2 separate regions of the Mus musculus genome follow, and region 1 is linked to region 2. The links are chromatin contacts, called in public promoter capture Hi-C maps. All regions are on one chromosome and are shown on one strand. Each heading gives the region's core, a stretch centred on a gene start, on an enhancer-like site or on the middle of the called end of the contact. The rest is flanking DNA. Distances are from core to core; before and after follow the strand shown.

Region 1 (5,129 bases), core at 2,285-4,784, 170 kb before region 2:
CTGTGCTTTCTCATCTCAACACAAGATGCTGTGTCTTTGCAGGAGCCTCAGGGAGCCCAGCTGCAGAACCAGCAGTCTTTTGGACCTTGCTCTCTAGAGATCAAGCAGTTTCTGGAGTGTGCTCAGAACCAGAGCGATGTCAAGCTCTGTGAGGGCTTCAACGAGGTGCTGCGGCAGTGCAGGATTGCAAATGGTAGGCGACTTGTCCCTCTGCTCGGGGTGATGGTCCTGAACCCTATTTAGTTTTGGAGTTAAGTATTTACAGTTCAGTGCTTGTTTTTGTTTTCCCAGTTTCAATTAGAGTACTGGTTCTCAACCTTAGGCCCTCATGCTGTAGTGACCTGGAACCATAAAGTTATTTTTGTTGCCTTTTTTTTTTTTTTTTTTTTTTTGAGACAGGGTTTCTCTGTGTAGCCCTGGCTGTCCTGGAACTCACTTTGTAGAGCAGGCTGGTCTCGAACTCAGAAATCCGCCTGCCTCTGCCTCCCAAGTGCTGGGATTAAAGGCGTGGGCCACCACACTAGCTTTGTTGCTATTTTGTAATTATAATTTTGATACTGTTATGAACTGTAGGGTAAATGTCTTATATGCAGGATATCTGGTATGTGATTCCTCTGAAAGGGGTGGAGACCGTCAGGGTGAAAATAGCTGAGTTAGATGGGAGGGCGGTGAGGTATTTAGGAATGGAATTAAGAGGTACTTGTCCTAGCCAGGTGGAGGTCATGCACAGTTTTAATCCACTCAGGAAACAAGAAAACCCTGTCTCTCAAAAAAGCTAAAGTTCATGAAGTTCTCTGCCTGATAGAACTGATATCAGACCGTCCCACAACAGGGAAGACCCAGGCCTGAGGCCGATCCTCAACCTGAGAACTCCCAGACAGAATGCTGTGGACGAACTGGTCCACGAAATATCTATTTCCAGGACAGGGTTGTTAGGTAGGCACTACACTGCCGTGCCCATCGAGGAAACCCTCCCCTTAGCTTCTGACAGAGGGTTAGTAATAGAATTGAGAGAGACAGAGATAAGATACTTGTCTTAATTCATAGCTTCTTGTTGGTTTAACATCTACCAAATTGGCTAACCCTCTGCTTCGGGCCGTTGTAGACACATGCACCGTGTCTTAGTTATGGCAAAGATAGAATGGAGGTTTGATTGGATGAACCCTGAAATGGTGGTGTTGGGTGTCTTCTAACTTAAACTTGTCTTTTTTTTTTTTTTTAATAGGTTTAATGTAATCAAGAAATTCAAGCTGAAGAGATGTAACATTGGTTCTGTATAATTGATAGTACAAGTGTGGACCCTTATATTTCTAACAGTTCATTGCTTTGGAATGGCCGTGAAAGAGATCTAACTGTGGATGCTTACTGAGGCTTGTATGTAGTGTTGGTTACTGGGGAAGTGTTTGGCCTCCTTGGACTGTGTTGTGATTGTGAGTTAAAAAAAATAAATTGGTTATTCTGAAGTGTGTGGTAGCGTCCTTATTGTGTGTGCCTGGTGAACATAGTAGCATCCTAAGAGAAGCCATTCTCTATGCCTGTCATTCGTCTAGTCCAGAGGTGCTCAGCCTTCCTAGTGCTCTGGCCTTTTAATACAGTTCCTCATCAAAAACACAGCTTTCTGATCTGGAGGCATCGAATCTAGGAAAAGCTTAGGCCCAGGTAAAGTGGTACATGCTTTTAATCCCAGGAGACAGAGATATATATATATATATTTTTTAACTTTGATCACATGCTAATTGTGATGTGTCAGGGAGCTGGTGTGATACTCAGCTGCAGCAGGCTTGTCTAGTATTCACCAGGCTTGAGTCCTGTCTTCAGCCATGCCAACAAACCAAGTAGCTAAGTAAGTGGTAAGCAGGTAGACATTACTGAGACCTCCGATGGCCACGTGACACTGCGTGTCTGCATGGAGGCAGCGTACGCAAGCCGTTGGGTCTCCCTATATAGTCCAGATCTGTGTAAATGGCCTATCCTGCCTCAGCCTCCCAAGTGCTGGGATTAGAGGCTTGTGCCACCATACCCAGTTAAAAACCATCCTGTAGCCAGGCGTGGTAGTGCACACTTAATCACAGCTCTGGGATCACAGCCGGTGGATCCCTGAGAGTCTGAGGCTGGCCGGGTCTACAGGGTGAGCTCCAGGACAGCTGGGGCTACACAGAGAACCCTGTCCCACACAAAAACCAGCCAAACATCAACAACAAAAACATGGAGTTCAATTCCCAGCAACTACATGGTGGCTCACAAACCATCTGTAATGGCATCCGATGCCCTCCTCTGGTATGTCTAAAGACAGCTACAGTGTACTCACATACATAAAATAAAAAACTTAAAAAAAAAAAGTCATGCTTGGTGTTGCACCCTATAGTGCCAACACACAAGCAGAAGCAGGAGTGCAAGTGTGGAGGCCTCTTGGTCTGCACGGTTTCTGGGTCGTCAGAGTTGTGTAATAAGAGTCTTGTCTTCACTGGGCAATGGTAGCACACGAGTTTAATCCCAGCACTTGGGAGGCAGAGGAGGCAGGCAAATTTCTGAGTTCAAGGCCACCCTGGTCTACAGAGTGAATTCCAATACAGCCAGGACTATACAGAGAAACCCTATCTCCAAATAAAAGACTCTTGTCTTCAAAAAATAACAATGTATTCCTTTCAAAGCTGGTGTTGCCAGGCTGGAGAGATGCATGGCTCATGTGAAGAGCACTTGCTACTCTTTCAGAGGACCTGAGTTCAGTTTTCCATACTCATAGTGGCTATAATGGTCTGTAACTCCAGTTCTGGGGGGGGGGGTCTAATGCCCTCGCTGATGTCTGAGCATATAAGACATTCCTGTATTACAGATACATACTGCCAGCAAAAGACTCATACACATAAAATCGCAAAAAAAACAGGGCTAGAGAACCTGGCTCATTCCTTAAGATCATAAACTGCTTTTCCAGAATTCGATCTCCAGCACCCATGTAGCAAACAACCAGCTATAATTCCAGCTGCAGAAAAACCCAACACCTGGCTTGGGCAGGCACTAATACTCATATCCACATACAGATAGATATGCTGTGATGGTTTGTATATGCTTGGTCTGGGGAGTGGCACTATTAGGAGGTGTGGGAGGGGAGAGGGGGTAGAGAAAAAAAAGTTGCCTTGATCATGGTGTCTGTTCACAGCAGTAAAGCCCTAACTAAGAAATACACACTCATACACATAATTAAAAGTTTGCTTGTTTGTCTTTGGTTTCTCCAGACCAGGTTTCTATGTCTAACTCTGGCTGTTGTGGAAATCACTCAAACTCAAAAGATCTACCTGCCTCTGCCTCCTAAGTGTTCTCCAACACATTGGCTCAGCAAAAGCCAATATTTAAAAAAAACCAAAAGGCTTTGTCTCCTCTGAGCCATTTGCTTTATCCCTGCCACATGTGCTTTCCCCAGGCTCCGCCAGGTGTCACCCCTGATGTAGTTCTGCCCCAGGCCTAGCCCTGCTGGACCTTGGCCTGCATCCCAGGTTTGCAGTTGTGATTTATTTTTGGCAGGCCAGCCTTCCATCACCAAGTACCAAAGTTCCGCAAGAGGAGCAAGACAGCAACTCCAATAAGTGTCTGCTCAGGACACAGCTTCAGCCCTTTGTGGTCTGCTGTCTCCCAAGGGCTCCAGGACCTTTGGAATTCTTGTCACTTCCATTCAAGGGCCTACAAGGACCTCACGGTGAGTAGCCAGGCAGTAGATGGGAGCAATGGGGTTGTGAGGCAAAGACAGGAACCCCTTCCAGGTCTGTTTGACCCATTTCCCCTTAATCCTGGGAGAGCACGGATTCTCAGAGCACCTGTCAGGCAGTTACCTACAGATCATGGATCGGTTGTGTTCTCTGATTAGCTTTCTGGGATATCAAATTCCAAAACATTAGACTATCTATTCTCATTTAGAACACCTCCACACCCCTAGGGAGTCTTGGAACAAGTGTCAGGGGATAATGAAACAGTAAATCCAGATCCATGGTTGGCTCAAGTCAGGCCTTAAGAACAGGGAGATGGACACACGTATATTATCAGAAAGGGTAAACACAGCCAGAATTTGACCAGCCTGGCTCAGGCTGGCATCCTGGTGTGAGCCAAGAATTGCTCTGAACTCAATCACGCAAGGGATCTGCTGTGCCTAGATAATAAGTGAGGGGCATTACATGCCCATCTTGGGCCTTTAGAATGGCCTTTCAGCAAACAGGCTTGTTTTTCAAGGCATACTAACACCTTCAGGCTCTGTTGGCTGTTGATAGGGTCAGCACACAGGCCTGTTTCCTGCTATTGGCAAAGGAGACAGTTGTTATTCTAAACCTTCTTCTGGTAACCAGGCACCCAGTCGCTGGACACCAGGCTTCCTGCAAAGGCCAGCTTGAGGCAGCCAGCACTGCCGCTTGGCTGGTCAGCAAATTGGGCCCCTTGGGAGACCAAGCTTTCTTGGAAGTGGACATGAAGCATGTACCCTTTGCCTGCTTGCCTCTTCCTATTGCTGGGTGATTTTTCTGCCTTTCTCAAACCCTGGGTCTGGAGCAGGAATTCAGTTTCCTGGTAGGAGCCTCTATGTCCCTGGAACAAGATAGGCCAGCTTAGCTTCTCCACATCCAAGATTGAGCACCCTGACTCAGGGCTGTGGGGGATGTGGTGCGGTGGCGGTGGGGGTGGGGCATAGCTCAGCTCAGTCAGTGGCAGAGTGCTTGCCTAGCATACTCAACACCCTGGGTTTTATCCCTAGCACCTAAAGATAAAAATAAGACGGGCTGGAGAGATGGCTCGGTGGTTAAGAACACTGGCTGCTCTTCCAGAGGACCTGGGTTCAATCCCAGCCCCCACGTGGCAGCTCATTACTGCCCTCGGCTCCAGTTCCAGGGGATCCGACACCTTCACACAGATACCATGACACATAAAATTAAATTTTTTTTTTAAAGCAAAGTAGAAATAAGAGTAACCGACTCATGCCAGGCATGGAGACACATGCCTTTGATGACAGCACTAGGAATGCAGAGGCACAAAGATCTATTTATCTATGAGTTTTAGGCCAGCCAGGGCAACATAGTGAGACCCTGTCTCAAAAGGAAAAAAACAAAAAAAAAACAAAAAAAACCTTACAGTGTTGTCCACTCTGCTCCAGG
Region 2 (4,976 bases), core at 338-2,837:
AGAGGCTGTGTTCCAGAGATGGCCAAGGTTGTACTCCTGCTGCAGCAGGACTTGGTAATATGTAAGGGTCACCCAGGTGGTACTGGTTTTGAAGGCATGAAGGGGTCACGCAAAGCAGCTGAGGCTCGGCACTGTGAGAGGCCATGGAAGACCATTGGTGAGGGTGCAGCCTCAGTTGCAAATGAAGGCCCAGGACTGAAGGGGTCATGCAGTGTTTTGGAGATGCCAGTACCATGAGATGACCACCAAGAGCAGCAGCAGCAGTGGAGTACAGGCATCTGGAGCCTAGAGGATGATGTGTGTGCTACAAAGGGCCTGGCTGGAGAAGTGACCCAAGCCCTTGGAGGAGCCCAGAAGATTGTGAGTTGGATCCCAGACATTGGACGGTTGGAGATTGACTTTTGCTTTTGATTGTGACTGTGCCCTGATATTTTCCCTCTTGAAGGAAGAAACTGTTTTAGTGGAGCCCACAGTTAAGAGACTTTTAATTGTAAAAAGACTTTGGATTTTAAAAGAGATGGATATTTTAAAGAGATTGAAATTTTAAGAATATGTAAAGACTGTGGGACTTTTAAAGTTATTTAGAATGGGGATGAATAAGATTGTAAGAGTTGAGGCTTACTAGTGATGTGTTTGTGTGTCAAGTTGACAAGGGGTCAATTGTACTGGCTAGTTTTGTGTCAACTTGACACAGCTGGAGTTATCACAGAGAAAGGAGCTTCATTTGAGGAAATGCCTCCATGAGATGCAATTGTAAGGCATTTTCTCAATTAGTGATCAAGGGGGAAAGGCCCCTTGTGGGTGGGACCATCTCAGGGCTGGTAGTCTTGGTTCTATAAGAAAGCAGGCTGAGCAAGCCAGGTGAGGCAAGCCAGTAAAGAACATCCCTCCATGGCCTCTGCATCAGCTCCTGCTCCCTGACCTGCTTGAGTTCCAGTCCTGACATCCTTTGGTGATGAACAGCAGCATGGAAGTGTAAGCCGAATAAACCCTTTCCTCCCCAACTTGCTTCTTGGTTATGATGTTTGTGCAGGAATAGAAACCCTGACTAAGACAGTTAGGTTAGGTTGGGTTAGGTTAGGAGACAGAGGCAGGTGGATCTTGTATTTCGAGGGCAGCCTGGTCTACAGAGTGAGTTCCAGGACAGCCAAAGGTACACAGAAAAACTGTGTCTTGAAAAACCAGAGAAGCATTTTCTGTTTTTACAGAGGACCTGGGTTTCCCAGCAATTACATGGCAGTTCACAAGTATGTGTGAGTCTTCCTTTTTAAAGTGTCCATATATCTAACACCAGGGCATCCAATGATCTCTTCTGACCTCTAGGATATCAGACTTGCACATGGTGGGCACACACACACACATGCAGGTATGATACTCACATATGTAAAACAAATCCACATAAATCCCCTTTTCAAAAGTCTCATGTTCTCAGTATCTTTGCGCTGTACTCAAATGTAGATTAGCATGGCCTTCTCAAACTGTTCTGCTGAGAAATCAGGACAGTACTCTCCTTTGTACCTTAACTCCCTTGTTCCCAACTGTTGCAAATACGGTGACTATTAATTTGGTCCACGTCCACAGATAGCAAGGGAGAGCACACCAGACTCCGAGTCCGTTCAGACTGCGCACTTCACAGCTGAGACCCAGGGCAGGTAAGTCACTTGATATTTCTGAGTCTGAAGATCTTAGATGTCTTTTAACTACTGCAGGAGGTAGATCATCCGGCACAATGCTACCTGCGTAAAGGTGCTTCGTAAAAATGAAAAACAAAACAAAACTGGCTTTGGTTTGGTTCCTAGAGAGTTTGTGTAGACTCTAGAAGTCTGCTTCCCTTTTGCAACATCCCTAATTTCCCCTCTTCTCAATTCTCCTGGCTGCTACTTCAGCTTCAGGTTTAAGCCCCTCTGGAAATTGAAGTCACTCTGAGTGTGTGACTTCTTTTTCTCATGCTCAGAGCCATTTAAATGGAGGACTGGGTACACTGTTATGCGTGCCTGGAATGACCCAATGAAATTCATTACTGGCTAAAAAACAATCCATAAGAAGATGATGTCGGTAACTTCTTGATTTGGAGAGAGTTTAATCTTTTCACGTTGGATATCACTGGTTAAATGGCCTTTACTTCATATACTGACTATGCTGTTGAGCACACGCATGCTTGCTTAGGATGAAAGATACAACTTCAAACAAGTCAGAAGTGTGAAGGGAACAGCACAGTTGAATCCTCTAAGGGTCTAAGATGAAAGAATCGGACCTTTGTAGGTGGGACTGACCAAGTTTTCTCTCTTTATTCTAGCCATTTCGGTCTGACATGGCGGAAAAACCAACTAACACGTCGGTGCCAATACCTGGCAGTGAAGATCCAGTTGAGTGCATCTTTTGTATATGATATATGCGTTATGCACTTCAATAAGTAGTTTCAAAATGACTGGCTCTAAGTTGATTCAGGTCCTGACAGCTAAAGAGGCTTGCTATCTTTGGGAACAGATCATGAACCTTACTATTGGTTAGATTTAAATGTAAATGGTGGTTTAAACAATTGTCAGAATGTTTCTTGACTTTGTTGGTATGTGTGTGTGTGTGTGTGTGTGTGTGTGTGCCTGCACACGTGTATGCAAAACATTCTCATTTAAAAGCAAAGGAGACTAAATCAAGATTTAAAGTCACTCTAGGGGTGTTTTTAGTTTTGTATCACTATAACAAAGTACTTCATGGATAAAGAGGTGCAGAGACCCACTCACTGTCCCGAGCTATTCATATTGTCCTCAGCCCCTCCCACTGCATCCTTCCTCCCCATTTGGGAAAGCCCAGGAAAGGAAGGAGGCCCTGTTACAGCAGTGTGGGATCTTCCTCTCCCTAAGTCCAGGAGATAATAGCTAATCAGTATCTGGTCAGATGACTAGCTGGAGAAGATTTTCTACCATGCTGTAGCTTGTTTCTCCACTTGTCAATCATTTCCTTCCCTGTGCAGAAGACTTCTAACTTACTGAAACCCTACCCACCAATCTGCCTTTCACAACTCTGGTATTCTGGGACTTTGGTGCATGAAATGATTGCAACATCTCTTTCCCCATACCCCAGCTGGCTATCTGAGCTGCCAGTCTTCAAGGAAATCATTTACTTTCCATGTCACAGATCAGTTTCTGAACTGCAAGAAGCCCTCAGTGGGTTTGTAGCAGATATTTTTCCACCAAGGGAAAACTATGCTTCTAGGCTGAGTTGGGAGAATACTGTTGAGTTCTCCCAGTGACAAGAAAACCGGGAGCTGTGACTCCTACAGAGACAAGTTCAGGGGTCTTCTCAAGATAGCTCCCCAGGATGCTTCTGTATCTTCTTAGAGAACTCAGCACTTCTTTTTTTGTTTTCTTGAGGCAGGTCCTGGAACTTATTCTGTAGACCAGGCTGGCTCCACCTGCCCTTGCCTCTGCCTCCTGAGTCATGGAATTAAAGGCACAGGCTACCATAGACCTGGCTCACAAACACAGAACTTCTTGAGAGCCAGTTCCTATGGGGATCCCATTGTCACTGTCTGAAGAGGGAGTGTTTCAGCACAGCATGGCTCCTGTGATGGGTCCATTTAGGTGCTCTCTCATTTCTCACCCTGTTCTCTGCTAAGTGGCGGCGTCATTAGTTCTGGGGCTCCCTCAGTTCCACTGTCTAAGGTCTCCTGAGTTTCTCCAAGCTTGTCTGAACTTTTGGGCAGCCCTCTAGGTGTTTGGATTCAACCCACAGGAGAAATTGGTGAGTGCAAGGGCTCTAACCTGCCAGCTTGGATCTGTCTAGTGTCCTTTTATATTTTTATGAGGTCTGTTATAATGTATCCCTTTTCATCTTTGACTTTGTTTACCCAAGTCTTCACTGTATTTTTCTTCACCAAAATGCATACTAAACAACTATAGTAAAACATTTAAAAATTCTTCATCAGATATTACTTCAATACCATTTTCTTTGGGAACTACTGTTAGAGAGTTACTGTGTTCTTTTGGAACTGCCAGGTTACTTAAAAAACCATATTTCTTATGCACCTGCATTCATATTTGTATGTGTGTTAGGTCATCTGTCTTGACCACATTTAAAAGTGACACAGTATGTATCTTGGTGTTTGAATTTGTTGTGTGTCTTGGCTTTGATTCTAAGTAGACATGACTGTCTCACTAAAGCATCTATGGCTATAATTGATAGATTTAGGGATAGTTCATGCTGTGATTGATTTGAAGAGAGCCTGTTGCTAAGGGACACTAGGGGTGGGGACATTCTAGCTATTCACACAAGTGTGGTGCACACAACTATGAGTGTACAGTATCTTTTTAATGGCCACTCTGATGTTAGTAGCAGTGGCACTGAAAGTGGCACCAGGCTGGCCTTGAATTCAGAGATCTACCTGCCTCTGCCTCTGCTTCCTGAGTGTAGCATTAAAGGTGTGCACCACAACTCTCAGCCTTCTTCAATTTACAATGAATAGAATTTTGTCTCACAGTTTTCTGTTTTCAAGTAATTTAGTTTTTAAGCTTCTTCACATGAGATATAATGTGATACATTTTTTTTCTCCATGGCTACATAACAGTGGCATGGCCCAGTAGATGGACTCATATTTTGAGCTTCAACACGGCAGTGGCCCTGATGTATCCATAAAACTGTGAAGGTCCTTTGTGGCATGAATCAGCTTAGAAAGCAGCCATGGTAACCAAGAGGCAGCCTTGAGCAGTAGTATCCAAACTTCAGGCACCACACTATGGGACAAAATCCCATTCATTGAAAAGTTGAACAGAGCCAGGCCTCTGGTACATGCCTTTAATCCCAGCACTCAGAAGGCAGAGGCAGAGGCAGAGGAGGCAGAGGCAGAGGAGGCAGAGGCAGAGGCAGAGGCAGAGGAGGCAGAGGCAGAGGAGGCAGAGGCAGAGGAGGCAGAGGCAGAGGAGGCAGAGGCAGAGGCAGAGGCAGAGGCAGAGGCAGAGGCAGAGGCAGAGGCAGAGGCA

Evidence for each region. Promoter capture Hi-C pulls out the DNA fragments that hold promoters and counts their contacts.
Region 1: a contact with region 2 is called in a promoter capture Hi-C map of liver, with 2.7 times the contacts expected there. The contact joins the promoter of Phkg1 here to the promoter of Septin14 in region 2. A contact is called at or near these places in 15 of 39 promoter capture datasets (the 3T3-L1 cell line, 3T3-L1-derived adipocytes, the SN4741 cell line and 11 more), 3 of 484 Hi-C or Micro-C datasets (CD4 T cells, muscle stem cells and regulatory T cells), 2 of 115 datasets of contacts at active chromatin or transcription factors (embryonic stem cells and extraembryonic endoderm stem cells) and 3 of 9 other capture datasets (adipose tissue, liver and pancreatic islet).

What each region holds. Positions count from the first base shown.
Region 1 is chr5:129,877,493-129,882,621 of GRCm38.p6, reverse strand. It overlaps Phkg1 (phosphorylase kinase gamma 1), which reads left to right and starts at 3,534. Exons shown (of 10, transcript NM_011079.3): 1 at 3,534-3,691. It overlaps Chchd2 (coiled-coil-helix-coiled-coil-helix domain containing 2), which reads left to right. Exons shown (of 4, transcript NM_024166.6): 3 at 43-193; 4 at 1,226-1,461. The coding sequence ends at 1,236.
Region 2 is chr5:129,701,595-129,706,570 of GRCm38.p6, reverse strand. It overlaps Septin14 (septin 14), which reads left to right and starts at 1,587. Exons shown (of 10, transcript NM_028826.2): 1 at 1,587-1,652; 2 at 2,297-2,365. The coding sequence starts at 2,312.